Regions from separate parts of the Sus scrofa genome. Here region 1 is linked to region 2. The links are chromatin contacts, called in public Hi-C maps. All regions are on one chromosome and are shown on one strand. The core of a region is the stretch at or near the end of the contact, and the rest is flanking DNA. Distances in the headings are between cores, read along the strand shown.

Region 1 (3,299 bases), core at 488-2,987, 280 kb after region 2:
TCTATAGTTTACCTGGGTGAAGGGATAGGTACTTGGAAATGGGACATGCATTCCTAAGTCAAGATTTATGAATGGGTAGCTGGTCTCATGGGCGCCAGGAATATACCTCAGCAAAGGTTTTCATCATTGTTTGGGGACTAACAGAGCATAGAGACTACCTGATCCTTATGATTATTAAACAATATCTATTAACTACAAAGCCCTTAATGACAGAGAAGTGATTTACTGTATTAGTACAGTCCTGGGTAGTGTCAGGGGAAGGACAAAAGGAACTGTAAGGGCACAAGATGGTGTCATTTATGCTTACAGCTATACAGTGGGTGCAGTAGTAACTTGTTTAGGAAAGAACAGATTTGCAGGGAAAGGAAATTAGGAGGTATACTGTTCAGTTTCGGAATGGTTAGATTCGAGATGCCTGTGACTTATTTGTTTGGCAATGTAAAGAAAGTAGCTAGGTATAGAGATTTGAAGTTTTAAAGTAGTAAGCATTTGCCATGGTAAATATTTAAAGCCATAGGAATGGATTGGATTCCTAGAAGAGAATGTAGCATAAGAAGGCATCCTAACCTACCCTTTTCTCTCTCCACAAAGACTAACATTTGGAGATCTAAGAAAGAGGAAGAGAGCAAAGGACATCAGAAACAGGATCAGCCAGGATAAAAACTGAGAATGTGGGATGACAAAGATAAAAGTGCTATAAGAAGTTTTGGGGGAAGTTTTCTGGTTTATGTCCCTGTTGCATCTTACAGCCTTGCAATAATTTTTACTAGTGTTCTGTTCTGGGAAATGTCTGCCAGCACTGGTTGGTTAATAACATGCATAGTCCCATCGAGATACTAAGGAGTAGGGATTTTAGTGTATCTGAAAGCACTGGTTTTGCAGAACAGCTTTATTTGGGAGTTGAGAGAAAGGAGCAAGTGTTTTCAAATTTACTTTCTGTTCGCTTGTGTTCAAAATAAATATCTAAGTAGTACTTAGTATTTGGAGGTGCTTTCAAATATTTTAAAATTCTGGGGGAAAATGGGACAAATACTCCTTCCCTGTCAACTTAATCTGCAGGGTGGATATGGGAAACAAAGGAATCTCTAATGCTTCTATGTGAAATGTTCATGAAGAGAGAAAATCCAAATTTTAAGAAAAAAAATAGCTGTTACATTTTTACTTTTCTGTGTCATTTACATTGATATCCAGTAGAGCTTCTTGCCAAAATGGAAATACCCTTTACCTGTGTTCCCCAAAACATTAGGCACTTGCCACCCATGGCTGTTGATTTCATGAAGTGTGGCTGGTGTGGTTGAGGAACTGAATTTCTCATTAATTTAAATAAACACATGTAGCTACTGGCTGCCATGTTGGACAATGCAGAAAAAAAATTAAATGTCAGTCATAGCATGAGATAGGATTTAATTTCTAGATTAAAGGGGGCTCTTTGGTGTGGACTTAACATCTGCCCTCTGTACCTTTGGCTTTCTGCTTTCTTGCCTTTCTAGCCCCTGCCCCACTGCCATCTTGTTGTACCCAGGCAGCTTAAACCATGGCAGTTGTTTTTCCTCCCTCTGATTTTTCTGCACTGGAAACGTCTTTAATACAAGATGGTATCATAGCCCTTGCTTTCTCTGGGAGCCATGTTGTTGGAGAAACAGTCATTTTTAGCTGAACTGCCTTGTAGTGTTGCCTAACAAAATATGGTGTAATCAAATTATAGTATAAAATGAAGCCCACTGGTAATTACCTTTATAACCTTCCCTTTTCCAGTGTTCCCTAGGGCCTTTCCTCCCTGGTGACTCACTTCTTCAGCCACAGACCATTCTTTCAGGAATCAGGTTTCCTAATCCTAGTGTGATCTGTGGTTTCACATAGGCCAAAATTAGTTTTACCCAAACTTATAATTTTCTTTCACATTTAGTTTTGCCCTCTTCCATTTTCTGTCATTCTTCAACTTTAATTGACTCACCTGTCTCACTGAAACTGAAGGAACTTTTTTGTGGAAGAAAAAAGGATGGAAATAGATCCAAACTAGTGGACTATGTCTGGTTTTATCTTCTGATAATTGAAAGAAATCTGATCTTAGGGACAAATATTTATTTCATTATTTTCTTTAAAATCATTAGAGTGACAAAATGTAATCTTCTCTTTTGATTCTGTTTCCTTTTAGAAATTTCTTAGTAATAATGGACCTTGACTGCAGTAAAAAGAAACATGCATATTGCTTGTTACACTTGTTTATGTTGTTTTAAAATTCCATTGTTTCATGGTGAACATGGAAATACAGTATCATTTTTTTTAATATTTTATGTATATCTACATCTTATTCAGAGTATGTATCTGAAGTTGTTAGGACATTCCCAGTATTACTGACCCATTTCCCTTTGTAATCAGAGGAATACTATTTCAAGATTATTGGCTGTGTGTGGTCTGTGGCCTTGGAATAGAATGGAGTTAAAATGGCCACGGGGGGATTAAGCTATGAGGCTGGTGTTCTTCACACCATTAATATGTTTTGGCTAATTGAGTTATTAGTCCTAGTGGCAGAAGAGCATTGCATGTATCAGTGGTCAGTTAAAGCTATTCCCAAGGGTATTTTTAATCTTAAGTACTAGTCATTTGGTGTCTCTCTCTTCCCTTTTAGGATTGATATGCATCACACTTACTTTCATGATGTCTTGAGGCTGATGCTTCTCTATTCTCTGTATGTGTTTGCATTAAAAATTAAGCAGATTAAAAAACAAGTAAGAACAAACCATGAGTCATTGGGTTAAATGCTTAAGTGGTCCCATAACTCTCTGAAATTACTTGTCTATAGAAGAATGTATTGAAATGTGAAACCACGTTTCCTCAAAACTTTCCTGTACAGATGGCTTGTTTTCGCTTGTTATTCCTGTCCCTCCTTTGTCAAATCATAGCTCTCCCAAGAGGAGTTCTTGCTGTGGTACAGTGGGTTAATGATCCCCCTTGTCTCTGTGGTGGTGCCGTTTCGATCCCTGGCCCAGAAACTTCCATATGCCGCAAGTGCGGCCAAAAAAGGGAAAAATAATAAATAAATCTCCCAAGAATAACCAGTCACAATGTGGCATAGAGGATCTCACTTCCTTTGATTAAATCTTCTCTGGCTTGCACTTATCTAGATGTTTCAGAAAGAACAGGTGGATCCTCTTCAGATGAAATTACAGCAGGTGAATGGACTCGGCCAGGGATTGGTTCAGAGTGCTGGAAAAAACTGTGATGTGCAGGGTTTGGAACATGACATGGAAGAAATCAACACTCGGTGGAACACACTGAATAAAAAGGTGAGTGTACTG
Region 2 (3,633 bases), core at 84-2,583:
TGCCTTCAGCATTTATTGAACACCTACTAGATGCAAAACATTGTGTTAGGCCCTATGATGAAGAAAGATGAATTAGATATCTCTGCCTCAAAGAGCTTATGAACCAAGCAGTTAAGGAGGCAGCGACACAGACCCACACAACACATGTGGTTCCCCCAGGGATGGGGGAAAGAAAATGTAGCTGGGATTTTGAGAAGAGCCTCTTCTACCTGGGTGATTAAAAATAATTTCTAGTCATTTCAGGTGAGCATTCAAGATGGGTAGGACTTTAGTAGGTGGAGTTGGGGGGTGGAGGACATTCTAGGCAAAGGCTCAGAGTTTGATTATAGGGGAAGATGCTGCATGTGAGGTTATAAAGGGAGATCAGTCTGTAAAGGAAAGTAGATGTCAAAATATGGAGGACTTTGAATGCCAGTCACAGAGAAGGGATGCTGTGAGGCCAGCCTACTCTCTTTTTCAATACGCTAGCCTTCTAGCTATTCATAAGCCAGAAACAGCTGAGTGAGTATTTTTGGATCATCTGGTTCAGTCATCTATGATTTAATCAAAATTTAAAAGAAATCTTTAGGAGTTCCCATCATGGCTCAGTGGTTAACAAATTCGACTTTCGGAACCATGAGGTTGCAGGTTCGATCCCTGGCCTTGCTCAGTGGGTTAAGGATCAGGCATTGCTGTGAGCTGTGGTGTAGGTCACAGACGAGGCTCGGATCTGGCGTTGCTGTGGCTCTGGCGTAGGCCGGCAGCTACGGCTCCGATTAGACCCCTAGCCTGGGAACCTCCATATGCCGCGGGAGCGGCCCAAGAAATGACAAAAAGACAAAACAAACAAACAAACAAACAAACAAAAACACCAAACAAAACAAAACAAAGAAATCTTTAATGAGTGCCCTGTATGTGCCAGGTCGTTTGCTAAGTGCTAAGGATCCCGTGGTGGACAAGACACACAACAGCCCCAGCCCTCAGGGATCTAGTGATTTAGTAAGCATGAAAGACAGTGAACCCATAGCTTCAATGGGATGGATATTTCCAAAGGGGAGGAGAGGGGCAGGAGTGCCTACTAATCTGGGGGATGAAGGCAGGCTTCTCTGTGGGAGTTTCAGCAGAGACCTGAGTAGGAGTGAGCCAGGCCAAAAGGGGAGAGCAGGGAAGGGTTCTGGCCCAGGAGGGAAGCAGGTGGGAAGGCCCTGAGGTGGGAGATGCTGAAAGAAGTTGAAAGTAGCTGGACCTTAGGGAGAGAGGCACCTGATGAGGCTTAAGTTGGGGAAGACACGAAGAGAAAATAGGGTTTTAGTTACTTGTACTACCCTTTCCCCCCACTAGATGCCCTTCCGAGTACATCTTGCCTCCTCCTGCTGCCCCGCTGCAGCCTCTTTAGAAATGCAACAGCAGTCTCACCATTGGAGCAAAGGAAAATCATAGACCAAAAGGAGAAAGTCTCAGAGCTGTCCCAATTGTGTGGTCTGGCTATAAATTTAGACTGTTGCTTGGAAAAAACCAAAAACCTCCCTTTCCTAGGCTTCCTTCTTTCCATCCCCCCAGCAGCCGCTTTGTTCCTCTATCCTTGTAAAATTTTCTCTGTATAAAACAGGAACATCAGCCAAACATGTGGCCTTCCCCGCTTTCATTCATTAGTAGACTGCATTACTTCAAAACCTCTTGGGAGCATTTAAATGCAAATCTTGTCCAGAAAGCTACTTGAGTCTGAGAAGACCTTTTAGCCACCACCCTACCAGAACTTTCTTCCTTGGTTACCATGTTTCTTTTCTTTCTTTCTTTCGTTTTTTTTTTTTAAGGGCCGCACCAGCAGCATATGGAAGTTCCCAGGCTAGGGGTCTAATCGGGCTACAGCTGCTGCCCTACGCCACAGCCACAGCAACGCAGGATCCAAGCGGGGTCTGTGACCTACATCGCAGCTCATGGCAATACCAGGTCCTTAACCCACTGAAGTGAGGCCAGGGATCAAACCTGCAACCTCATGGTTCCTAGTCAGATTGTTTCCCCTGCGCCACGATGGGAACTCCCACCATGTTTCTTAATAGACATCTCAACTCCTTGCCCCCCCCAACCTCCCCCTCCCAACAAAGACTGTTTCCCAGAGCATATTCTCATTCCCTCTGCCCTTGTTTTTCCTCACCTTTGGCAAAATTGTCACAACTCTTGAAGAACCTGCTCACAGGAGGGGATGGAGGGACTTTCCTATTTACCGTGGTGAAAATGAGGAGGCAGATGTCTGTTTGGGGGTGAGGGTGGAGGTGTATGTTTGTGTCTGGGCCGTCCTTGCCCTACTGGTATAAAATAATATAGGAAATGCAGATGACTCAGCACTGATACAGTCGAGATCCCTGGAGTTAGCATTTCTATATTCTCCGCTGTTTACAAAAAATGTGCTTATGTCATCAATCACTGACTCCTTCATCCTACATTTTCTACTAAAAGCCTTCTATTTATTTTAAAAAGAATAAACCTCAAGCTTCTTCTCTTCCTTTTTTTAAACTGTGCTCTTTAGAAGCTGAGTCCAAACTGTGAACTAGCTTTTTTTGAGCATATAGGATTAAACTGGAAGGAAACCAGCCATTTGTCCAAGGCTCCTCCCTATCTGTCCCCTTTCAGGCCATTCCCTATATGATCTCCAGGCCTAGAACTTGGGCAGGCCTGCAAAACTTGATGGAAAAAGATATGATTAATGACTTGCTCACCCGATTTCTGATCATGGTATGATGTGGAAACAACAGTTGTGCACCTATTAGTGAAAAGCATCATCTCTTGTTATTAATGTGCTTGCTGGGCATTGACCAAATCCTTGGCACTCCTCCTAGCACACAAAGATGCATGCAGGCCTTGCCCTGGGGGTGAGAAGCTCTCTTAAAAATCTCAAGAATGGGACTGAAATGGAAGCCCGAACCCCAATTTCCTCTGCTCAGTATCACATGAATTCTTTTTTTACTTGCTAAAGTGCTGTTATTATGAGGTCAGCCAGCCTTTTAACCTACAACTGCTTTTCCACCTGCAATCCCCCCCCCCAAATCAAGTCAATAGACTTGTCCTGGCTGGGTAGGATAATGGCTGGATGGGGGTAGATGTGGCAAAAAGATCACCTGCATTTACGGGAGTTCCTCAATCACTGCTCTTGGTTGGCCCCAGTGCCCTCCATGACTCTGGGACTGAAGGATACAGAACTGACTGGAGGAGCAGAGCACGTTGGGAACTCCCGCCTCAAAGTGGTCCCCAGTACCTCCCTAACGGTATTTACCAGAGTCCTTTCTTCACTCTTTCCTTTTCCCTGATGGCAGAGGAAAATTGGCTTCCCTTTTCCTTCCCCTCCCAGCTATGCTCCAGAACCCTTTTCTTTGTTCCGTAGAAGTCCTGCTTCAGCCTCAGGTTCCCACATCTCTCCCTTTTGATCTAAGCCTCTCTGTTCCCATGGCTGTCACAGTGTAATAATCCTGTTGCATCTCTTCCCTATAGATTTGTGTCCTCCTGTCTCATGCACCCCGTCGTGCAATCAGAATCCTGTTTTCATTCCCTCAGGTGTCATTTCTCAGGCCCTGGCTCCTCATTCTTGGCCTGGTTTACTTCATGGAGCTGGGTCTGCCCTCTCATTTCGAGTTCAGTTTCTGGAAAACCCTTTGTTCC

The links. A called contact is a pair of places that touch in the nucleus more often than the background predicts.
Region 1: a contact with region 2 is called in a Hi-C map of embryonic fibroblasts, with 3 times the contacts expected there. The contact joins two enhancer-like sites. A contact is called at or near these places in 4 of 47 Hi-C or Micro-C datasets (embryonic fibroblasts, fetal heart ventricle, liver and 1 more) and 2 of 2 datasets of contacts at active chromatin or transcription factors (alveolar macrophages and skeletal muscle).

Annotation. Positions count from the first base shown.
Region 1 is chr6:95,257,379-95,260,677 of Sscrofa11.1, forward strand. It overlaps MACF1 (microtubule-actin cross-linking factor 1), which reads left to right. Exons shown (of 96, transcript XM_021095983.1): 55 at 3,126-3,287. Among named protein-coding and RNA genes, the nearest start is that of KIAA0754, 11 kb to the left of the region's middle. Within about 2 kb of position 1,738, at least 2 of the 83 cell types and tissues checked have an H3K27ac peak or open chromatin away from gene starts, as enhancers often do. A contact at or near this core is called in embryonic fibroblasts, where this site is marked.
Region 2 is chr6:94,975,113-94,978,745 of Sscrofa11.1, forward strand. The region is part of intron 2 of MACF1 (microtubule-actin cross-linking factor 1); the gene reads left to right. Among named protein-coding and RNA genes, the nearest start is that of MACF1, 17 kb to the left of the region's middle. Within about 2 kb of position 1,334, at least 11 of the 83 cell types and tissues checked have an H3K27ac peak or open chromatin away from gene starts, as enhancers often do. A contact at or near this core is called in embryonic fibroblasts, where this site is marked.